2 separate regions of the Gossypium arboreum genome follow, and region 2 is linked to region 1. The links are chromatin contacts, called in public Hi-C maps. All regions are on one chromosome and are shown on one strand. Each heading gives the region's core, a stretch centred on a gene start, on an enhancer-like site or on the middle of the called end of the contact. The rest is flanking DNA. Distances are from core to core; before and after follow the strand shown.

Region 1 (5,757 bases), core at 1,294-3,793:
GTTTGTATATTTGAAATCTATCCCTTTATTATAACCCTGAATCTAAGCATATTATCGGGCATAATTATGTTTATATGATGACTGATCATAAACATGTTATATCAGAAGATAATCATGCAAGAGAAATTAATCATTGACTAGGAAAAGGAAATTACATCTTACCAAATCAATTTTAGACTGGTACAAGTTCAAATTAAAATATAATAAGAAATATATATAAATATTTTGTTAAAGTTTTAAATAGTAAAAACTTTGGTGTAACTTGACCTAAATGGATCCTAAAAACTTGTAATTTCTCATCCTCCTCTTAGGATTCCTTAAAAAGCAAAACCAATACCGAAACCAAGGGGGAATCATGTATAGTAGAAAAATAAAGCAACACAAAGAAGAAAGATGAATAGTAATTATATAATGAAAAGAAGAAGAAATTTGTAATTGTTTTTGTCCAAGGAGGAGGTAAGTTGAATAACATATATATGGTTGCAAAAAAGAGATTATTTATGGAATGTTAGAGTCGACATTATACGATGCTCATACCTCATACTGTAAGCAATGAAATAAAAATCACAAATCATTTTTTCTTTTTCATATGAAAATCAGCTGTGAAGATCTGCATCCTTTCTAGCAGACCCTACAACCTTATTACGCTTACCTCATCTTCACAATTCTACACTTTTTTTCTTTTTAATTCTCTTTTCACATTTATCCTTTTCTATATCATCATCAAATATTAATCTATATCTATATGCTACAGTAACAACACCTCCAACACTTTGATCCTTTTTTTTACATCATAGGACCAAAAATACAAAATTCAAAAAAAAAAAAAAAAAAACCAACCAACCATGTGCTTGATGATGAAGCTCAATGTTCTTAGCCAGATTCACCGGTAGCTTGACTTTCCTTCCTTGTCTTTGATTGAATCCCATAATAACTGATGTACCATTTCACAAATTTCCTCAACCCAGTGGACAAATCCGTGGTGGGCTTGTACCCGAAGTCCTTGAAGGCTAACGTCACGTTGGCATGTGTGAAGGGCACGTCCCCATTTCTTGGCATCGTGATCACATGTTTCTTGGCCTTTGTGCTCAGCAACCCTTCCAGGATCGATACCAATCGCCCCACTGGGACCGGCGATGTGTTCCCCAAGTTGTAAACTCTCAACTGAGCCGCCCCTTTCTTCTTCCCGCCGCTTCCGGTGCTCTTCTCCGCCGTGTCCAACGCCCCTAAACACCCTTTCACCACGTCGTCTATGTAGGTGAAGTCACGCGCCACCTCTTTCTGATCATGCGTCTCGTATATGTCAATCGACTTCCCTTGTAGGATGTCTTTAGTGAAGAAGAAATAAGCCATGTCGGGTCTTCCCCAAGGACCGTAAACCGTGAAGAATCTTAGCCCCGTAAGGGAAAGACCGTAGATATGGTTGTAAGTGTGGGCGATTTCTTCGCCGGCTTTCTTTGTGGCGGCGTAAAGGCTAGCCGGTTGGTCTGTCCGGTCGCGTTCGGAGAATGGGTTTTCGGTGTTGAGGCCGTAAACGGAGCTCGATGATGCCCAAACAATGGATGGCTGAGGATTGGCTGCTTTGGCTACTTCGAGCAAGTTAACAAAGCCTGCAATGTTGGAGCTGATGTACGACTGTGGGTTTTGCATGGCGTAACGTACGCCGGCCTGAGCCGCTAAGTGAAGGACGTGAGTGAAGGGCACAACGTCGAATAGCTTGGTCAGCAATGGCCCGTCGTTCAAGTCACCTTCGACGATGAAAACTTGGTGCTTACTCAAAAGGTTTTGCCTGGCTCTTTTCAAAGACGGATCGTAGTAGTTATTGAAGTTGTCTAAACCAAGAACCCCATCGCCTCGTTTCTTCAAAGCGAGGGAACAGTGGGAACCGACGAACCCAGCGGCGCCAGTGACCAAAACGGAGAACCCATTGGTTCTACGTGGCGTGGAAGAGAGTCGCACTTGTTTCTCCCAGGCGGCACCGCCCCCGGCGGAGAAAAGGGAAGTGGAAAGTAAGCTGTGGTGGTGGAGACGGTGGTGAGGAGGAACATGGTGGGGAGTATCGGAAAGAGGAGGGTAATTGATGGTGAAAAAAAGGATCAGAATCAAAGCAATGAGAAGGGTTGCACGAAAGAGAAGTTTAGAGGAAGCCGAGATGAGTTTGGTGCTGTGAATTTTTCGGAGATAATTGTTGTATCTCTCTAATTTCAAGGTTTTGCTGGTGTCCGGTGGTGTAGGCATTTTCTTTTCAACTAATTTTGGGGGTTTGCTTTTTTGCTTTGTTTACTACTGAAAGTGTTATTGGGTGTGATTGCTTTCACCTTTTTCCTTTTCGGGAAGAGAGGAAAAAAAGGGCTCAATGTGTTGGAGAAGAGAGGTTGAGCCCTGAAGTTGAGAAGTGTGTAGATGGAAGATTATAAAGAGGGGAAGAGAATTGGAAGGAAAATAAATAAAATAAAGAGAAACGGAGGGGAAAGGTGGTGGCCATTGGTTGGACGCCACTTTTAGTTTTTATTTTTTATTTTTTTAAAAATAATTCAACTTCAGATATGCCACTTTTGAATTCAATTTCTAATATAAATTTTTTTTATTTTATCAAAATAAAAAAAAAAAATAATTTTGTACTACACATTTATATTTGTAGTCATTTGAAAAACTCATTTCCACTTGAATCTACATAGAAATTACTACTAAATCAATAATTGACACTAAGACTTATGCTACATACTCTTTTTAATTAAAAAAATAAATAAATTAAAAATGGAACAACAAGGGTGATATTTTATTGAAATAAAAGATAGATAAAACTGAAATTGAAAGTGTCCAATTTGGAAATAGAACACAAAACAAAGAGTTTTTTGGCCAGCATAACTTTAGCTTACTTCACAAAAATTGACAAATGGAAAGCGAGCAATAAATGGCCCACAATTTCAGTGATAATTACAATGTGAATCAAATCAATGCATAGGAGATAGGGATATTTTTGCCAGCTATCTTCTTTAAAGTTAAAGAAAAAAGAACACTCCCCTCATGTGCCTTCTAAAGGCATAGCAACTGGCTTTGTCATGAATAAAGACTAAAACAATCATCTAATTAATTTTATGATACTCCCTCAAAAATTCATATAAACTACTTTAGAAATGATTGTTACACACAGCTATGAATTCAATATATGAAGTACAATAGCATATTACATTAAAATGTTCTCTGCTAAACGCAAAATTCTACTACTCAATTTTATTTCTAAAATCTGTTTCCTAGATTATTTAATAAATATCAATATTAAATTATTATTTTTATTTCACATCTTTACCCTTGTTCTTTTTAAACATTTCATATTATTTTAAATAAAGTGTAAAATAAATTAAAATATTCTTGATTAAGTGATAAGTAGTTATGTTCTCTTGCCTTCACCGAAAAGTGATAGAGTTTAAGTAAAAATATAAGCTCAAAAATAGATTTGAGCTAAAAATAAGCTTTATTTAAAAAATGAGTCGAGCCTCGAGTAAGGTATTTTGTTCGACCCTAATTCACAAAAGGACAAAAAATATTTTTTATTATTGTTTTAATGCTATTTTCTTATTGTTTTCTCCCTATTTTATTACAATTTCAGTATTATATTGCTACTATTTAAGTATTAGTATTTTTAAAATTTCTTTTCATCTGTTGGGAAATATTTATATATATTTAAAAATTATATAAAAAATTTAATACAGGCGGGCCGGGCCGAGCCAGAGTTTTAGCATTTTTATCTGGGTCGGGATTAGGCAAAATGTTAGGCTTATTTTTTGGGCCAGGTTTGGGCCTAGCAAATGGGCCTAAAATTTTGGTTGGGCACGACTCGAACCCGACCCATGAACACCTCTAATGATAAGTAGTTACTTATCATTTCTTTTTGTCGAAAAATATTCTACCAGATGATTTTTATTATAAATTATCAAATGTGTGTAAAAAATTAAATAATTAAAAATTGTTATAAATACATTAAATGGATGTTTATAACCTTTAAGCATTTATGAAAGTAATGAGTTAAACCCCATATTCATTATTAAATATGCTTAATGTATGTGTTAATGAAGCTATTAAATAAGCTTCATTCTTTTATTTTGTAGTGAATGTCAATAGCTTATATATAACTCTTTTATAAATGTAAAAGGAGACAAGAAAATTCTCTATTTACTTTAAATGTTCTTTTATTTAATTATTTTATAACACATTATCGATCGAGCTTCTACGAGTTCATAGTGAAATTCACGTCATTTCGACTTTATATAATTTACCAGTATAATTCTGTTAAACTATATACGGTATAATATTTTCATAATTCTTTTATTTTATTTTCTAGATGAAATATTTACTTTGGGTAACATTTGCACATTTATTTTTACAACTCAAATCTAATAATGATAATTATATATACATGTTTTTTTATTAAAAGAAATTTTAGTTAATGTAATTTGTGTTAAGTTATTATTATGACTATTCCTCTCTATACCAATATCGACATACATATTACTATTTAGCAAATTTGGTATATAAAATTGAATTATTTTACGATTGAGAATGCTTATTATTTTACTAATATATTTTTTTATTTTGATTCAAGTGATTATAATGTCAAATCTTGCCAAACTTGAATTTGTGACCTTAGACATCTCAGGCAAGAATTATTTGTCATGAGTGTTAGATGTTAAAATTCACCTAGATGCTAAAGGTTTAGGAAATATTGTATTAGCAAATAAAGAAGGATCTAATCAAGATAAGACAAAAGCAATTATTTTCATTCGTCATCATCTACATGAAGGATTAAAAGTGGAATATCTAATAGTGTAATACCCTCTTTAGTTGTGGAAAAATTAGAAAGAACGATTTGACCATCAGAAAATGGTGATACTCCCTAAAGTACGTTATGATTGGATGCACTTACAGTTGCAAGATTTTAAGACTATAAGTGAATACAATTTATAACTTTTCAAAATTAGTTCTCAACTAAAATTATATAGAGAAAACATAACTGATGAGGACTTGTTAGAGAAAATATTTTCAACCTCTCATGCTACTAATGTGCTCATGCAGCAACAATACCGTGAAAAATGTTTTAAAAGGTATTTTGAATTAATTTCATGCTTTTTGGTGGCTGAACAAAATAATGAGCTGTTGAAGAAAAATTATGAAATTCGTCCCACTGGTTCTACACCATTCCCTGAAGTGAATGTAGCGGTACACAATAATTATGAAAATAAAACATATAAAGGTCATGGCCGTGGTCGTGGACGTAGTGGGGGACGTGGTCGAGGATTTACTAGTAATCATTATCATGATGGTCATAACAATGATACTTCTAAACACCAGAAAAAGAATAACAATGAAAGACAAGAAAGAAGTGGTCAAAATAATCCTTCAAAGATTATTGAGAATATATGCTACCGTTGTAGTATGAAAGGGCACTGGTCACGTATCTGTCGTACGTTTGAGCATTTAGTGAAACTTTATCAAGAATCCTTTAAAAAGAAGGGAAAGCAGATAGAGACAAATTTTATATCCCAAAATGATGAAATGGAGGCAAAAGATGAAGATATTCACTAAATACTAAAATTGACCGTGCCTACAAGGGTGATAAATTTAATGACTTTAATAATATAACGCACCTAGATGTAGCAGATTTCTTTGAGAATCATTAGAAAAATTGATGTTATTTTGACATTTTTATGTTGTTTTAAGTATATTTTATTTTCTTGCATAAAGAATAATTTATATATT
Region 2 (5,757 bases), core at 995-3,494, 280 kb after region 1:
CAAATCAACGTTAACAGAAACATTGGATGTCCCTCCTATTGTATGTTGCCTTTTCTTACCATAAATAACCATAACCAGATTATCTTTAGCGTCAGATTCCAACTCCATAGCCCTTGTATCACTATTCCTGTGGGTATTGTTATTAATTATGAAGGTTTGCAAATTGGATGGACCAAACCCTTCACCTTTTGAAAAGAATAATTGCTTGTATAGATCTTGTCCCGACCACTAATGACCCATTCCTTCCCCTTTTCGAAACTTTGGTCTACACATTTATATCTATCTCCATCAACCATTGGCCCACCACGTTCGATCCTCTTTTTGGTTAGGCTCTTAACAAGATATCTCAACCAAAAGTGATTCTTAACAAATCCATTGTCACCCTTAATGTATAGAAACTCTCATCATGCCTAAGCTTCCCGCAAATAAAGCAGAACAAACTAAGTTTCTCATACTGAAAACGTGCATACCCAACTCAATTTCCCCCCAAAGCAATCTTCTTCCTTCTCTTTAGTGGTAATCGAACATCCAATCTGACACGAATATGCATAAACCTTTTCATACTTGAAATAGCTAGCTTTGCATCATACTCCAGAAAACCCAAGGAAAGACCCAAACTGCCTCGCCATAGATTCTGACATAAGGCCTGGAGGTAAATCATGAATTTGAATCCAAATTTTGCAAAAATTAGCAGAACCATTAGTGGGTTCTCATCCCTCTAGATCTCGTGAAGGAGCAGAAGATAGTTATTAAAGAACCATGGTAATCTATCCAAAGCCCTATCCATGTCCACCTTATAGAAAAATTGAAATAAACATCTTTTGTTTCCAATATCCGTGATAGAGATGCCCCTTATAGGATGCCATACATCAGCCATAGTATTTCTCATTGAGGGAAAATACACTACAGTTGCAATCAAATAACTGCTGACCAAACACAGATTGTAATCCTCCACCAACGCCGATCCATCTTTCTGAACCTGGAAAGTATCCTCTTCTTTGTCTAACATACTTAAATTACTTAGTTCCTCTTCCATTAAATCCTACCAAAACAAAGAAACTTTGCTATGACAGCAGACTAAAATCATGCCAAAAAAAGGCAGACCACTACATGCTAGACGACAGACTAACTCCTAAGAAGGTGCAAACTCCAAGGCGGCGCAAAACACATTACAATCTTAAGGGGAGAATACATTTAGAATTTCGAAGACTACTTTGTTAAACGAGACAACTACGAATTCCAAACAAGAACTATAAAATAGATATAAAATGATAAATATATCGACAAAGCAAATGTTTCGTTCAAAGAATTTTACCTACTTTAAAAATATTCATATAAATAATATTTAAAAAAACTTTTAATTTTAGAAAAGGATAAAAATAAATTTAATATTTTATAACATAAAATTAAGATCATAAGCTTTAATTATAATATTAAAGATAGCACAAGAAAGTATATTTAACTTAATTTATAATTTGTAACATAAAATTAAGTTAGCTGTGCAAACATATTAAGTTACAAATAAAATTTTGTAAAAAGGCTATAAATAAAATTCGATTTAATTTTTAGATGAATTGATACAAGTTTGATGATTATTTTGCAAATAAAATTTTTATAATTTTATGAGAATCATTCTAATATTTTCACTTAATATTATTGTTTAATAACCCAAAGAAAAATAATAGAATCTTGATTAGAACTAAACATTGTGAGTTGCATTCTCACGCTTTCTAATATTTTATATGATTGTATTAAAAAGTAATTTTATGGATACAATATTAAATATAGAAGATAAATAACAGTGTTTGAATATGTTTGATCATCATTCAACAATTCAAGTGGGAAGATTAATATAAAGAAAATTGATTAGTTAAGATTTGTATGATTTAATTCAATAATTATTCCATTTCACCTAATTATTAAGATTTTTAAAGTTGTAAACCAAATTAGCTATTAAATTAAGGATTTATCCAAAAGTTGATTTTAATGCTGCTTCTTTATTTCTTCTCAATGGTTACAAATTATAATTCATTAAAATGAAAATTTCCAAAACAACCTTATTTGTTTTAAGATTATTTTGCTTTTAGGAAATATAAAATAAAATGATTGATTTAAATTTACCTGCAATTATATTAATAATATAACTTATTCAATGAAAAATAAAAAAATAGTTTTTAATTTAATATTTGATTCTTAAATACTAAAATAAATTATATAATTAAATTTAAATAAAATCTTAATTTTATTGTAATTTAGATTAAATTGTAATAATCGGATTATGGGAGAGTTTGAAGATGGAGATCTACCAACTCCGCCCCCACCCAATCTGCACCGTCGGATTTCACCATTCTAACCTATTTATAACATCCTTACATCGCCGTATATCCCTCGCCACTTCCCACTCTCTCATCGCTATCTTTTTGTTCCTTTTCCAAGGGAGAGTGTGATCTGTTCTTCTTCGCTTCATTTCTCTAACCCATGGCTCTTTCCGTCGAGAAAACCGCCGCCGGCCGCGAGTACAAGGTCAAGGACATGTCTCAGGCTGACTTCGGTCGTCTCGAGATCGAGTTGGCCGAGGTCGAAATGCCCGGTCTCATGGCTTGCCGAGCCGAGTTCGGCCCTGCCCAACCTTTCAAGGGAGCCAAAATCACCGGTTCTCTTCACATGACCATCCAGACCGCTGTCCTCATCGAAACCCTCACCGCCCTCGGAGCTGAAGTCCGTTGGTGCTCTTGCAATATCTTCTCTACCCAAGACCATGCCGCCGCCGCCATTGCCCGTGACTCGGCAGCCGTGTTCGCCTGGAAAGGTGAGACCCTCCAGGAATACTGGTGGTGTACCGAGAGAGCCCTTGACTGGGGTCCCACCGGTGGACCTGATCTGATCGTGGATGATGGTGGCGATGCTACTCTGTTGATCCATGAAGGAGTTAAAGCCGAGGAGGTTTATGAGAAAACCGGGCAGCTCCCAGATCCGTCTTCCACCGACAATGCCGAGTTTCAGATTGTTTTGACGATAATTAGAGATGGGTTGAAGGCAGATCCCAAGAAGTATACAAGGATGAAGGAGAGATTAGTTGGTGTTTCTGAGGAAACTACAACCGGTGTTAAGAGGCTTTATCAGATGCAGGCCAATGGAACCTTGTTGTTCCCTGCTATTAATGTCAATGACTCTGTCACCAAGAGCAAGGTACATTTTTCCCTACCTTTTTGCTGCTTTACCTTTTGAACTTCTTATATGAAGGATATTGTCTTTTTCCAAGCAGATCTGATAAAAAATGATTTAGAAATAACATAACAATATACATATTTTTTAAAATTTCTTCAGATCTGATATTTGCTTGCTCTGTTTTTACTGTTAGTGGAGTTTAGATTTTAATTGCAATGCTGATTGTCTTTTTGTTCATTAATTGAATTGTGGCTTTTACTGTATTTTGGTCTAATTGTTGTTATGATTTGATCTTTTTGAACAGTTCGATAACTTGTATGGATGCCGTCACTCTCTTCCCGATGGGTTGATGAGAGCTACCGATGTCATGATTGCTGGTAAGGTCGCTGTTGTCTGTGGTTATGGTGATGTCGGCAAGGGTTGTGCTGCTGCCTTGAAGCAAGCCGGTGCTCGCGTCATTGTCACCGAGATTGATCCCATCTGTGCCCTTCAGGCTCTCATGGAAGGACTTCAAGTTTTGACCCTTGAGGATGTTGTCTCCGAGGCTGATATCTTTGTCACCACGACTGGTAACAAGGACATCATCATGGTTAACCACATGAGGAAGATGAAGAACAATGCCATTGTTTGCAACATCGGTCACTTCGACAATGAAATTGACATGCTCGGTCTCGAGAATTATCCTGGTGTCAAGCGCATTACCATCAAGCCTCAAACCGATAGGTGGGTCTTCCCTGAAACCAACACCGGCATCGTTGTGTTGGCTGAAGGACGTCTCATGAACTTGGGTTGTGCTACTGGCCACCCTAGCTTTGTCATGTCATGCTCGTTCACTAACCAGGTGATCGCCCAGCTGGAGCTGTGGAAGGAGAAGGCAACAGGCAAGTACGAGAAGAAGGTGTACGTTTTGCCTAAGCACCTTGATGAGAAGGTGGCTGCTCTTCACCTTGGAAAGCTTGGGGCTAACCTCACCAAGCTCACCAAGGATCAAGCTGACTACATTAGCGTCCCCATTGAGGGTCCTTACAAGCCTCCTCACTACAGGTACTGAGGAGAGAATACGAGAGAGGGAGAGAGAGTGAGAGAGAGAGAGGGAGAGAGTTGGACTAGAAAAAGGAACCATACAACGGGATGGTTTGTTTTTACTAAAATTTATTGATGATTTGTGGTTAGATGGTTAGATTTTGATTTTGGTAGGAGTTTGTGTGTGGGGTGGATGGTAAGTTTTGGTGGAAGAGAAATGAGGTCTCTGCTTGAAGAAGACCAAATGGGGTTTGAATAAGGTGATGGGGATTGTGTGGGAGATGATATTTTGCCATTGGTGCAGTCCAGTTTTGCTGCATCTGGTTTTCAATTAATTAATCAAAAAAAGATGCAACTTTGCTTTCATTTTCACTTTCTATTTCATCAAATATTGACACCCAACTTTATATTTAATTTGCTTTATTATGGCAGAGGAAATTTCATAGAGGAAAAAAGAACGTTGAACTAAACAGTAGGATATTTGTTGACAAAAAGGCAATTGCTGGTTGGGGTAGGTTGTATTCTTTTCTAATTTTCATACTTGGCGTCGATGGTGGCCTTAGAAAATGGAATAAGAAAGGGTAAATTATATGGTCACTTAATTCAGGCAGCATAGGGTGGTTGGCAAGCGTGAAGGAGGCAATTGACTACTGATTTCGGGTGTCCAACTTTGGATAAATAGGCAGGCCTCTCTCTCTTAGGCCATCCTTTTGGATTTGAAAGCTGCACGTTTCACATTTTATTCCATGCCACTCTAATTAGAATCTTAATTTTTCCAACACATCTTTTAGACTATTGATTAAAAACCAAATAGTTATCAACTAAGAAATCACGTCACCTCATTTTTCTAAACCAAGGGAGAATTTCATGTTCAGGTGATTACATAAATAATCAAACTGAGGATGAAAGAAAATTGTTTGCTGACTATGGATCTAATAATAATATTACGTCTGTATTGTCAGTCCAATTTTCACAATGTTTCACAAAAATAGAGGTTTTGAAATGTTCAGTATTTAAGTTTGAATTTTAATATACGCGTTTATTAAAAATGTTCATAGGTTAAGTTTATGTATGTTATTAATATATTTTATTTTTATCTAAATTGATCTAGTCTAAAATATAAATTTAAAATTTTGTCAAAACTTATCTGTATTGTAAATGACTAGCCCATCTCCATTTAGGCTTGTTTCAAAGATATATTAATTTTAATTTAATTTTTATAAATTTTCTTTTATTAAAAGTTTAAATTTAGACAAGTTAACATTTTATTTTTTATGTTTACATAATATTGTATTATATAGATATATATATATATATATATATATATATATAGTTTTAAGCGATATAAATTACATAATATATAAAAATAAAATATGTTAGGCTCGACAATACTAAGAGAGGGTGAATTGGGATTTTAAAAATTTCTTACAAACCATTCTAAAACAAAAGAACAAGGGAGATTAATTAAGACACTTCCATTTATAATTGTTCAGCCTCAATTGCCTACCTCTACTACTTTGGTATACCTTAACCAATGATTTCTCAATTCATCATACTTCAATTGAT

Evidence for each region. Hi-C and Micro-C count contacts between places; a contact is called where the count stands out from the background.
Region 2: a Hi-C map of leaf shows a contact between it and region 1, with 1.7 times the contacts expected there. The contact joins the promoter of LOC108489186 here to the promoter of LOC108487026 in region 1. A contact is called at or near these places in 2 of 5 Hi-C or Micro-C datasets (both in leaf).

Annotation. Positions count from the first base shown.
Region 1 is chr10:45,441,657-45,447,413 of ASM2569848v2, forward strand. LOC108487026 (UDP-glucuronate 4-epimerase 6-like) reads right to left here and starts at 2,544. Exons shown (of 1, transcript XM_017791230.2): 1 at 559-2,544. The coding sequence starts at 2,238. The coding sequence ends at 874.
Region 2 is chr10:45,722,306-45,728,062 of ASM2569848v2, forward strand. LOC108489186 (adenosylhomocysteinase) reads left to right here and starts at 2,245. Exons shown (of 2, transcript XM_017793526.2): 1 at 2,245-3,189; 2 at 3,473-4,563. The coding sequence starts at 2,479. The coding sequence ends at 4,219.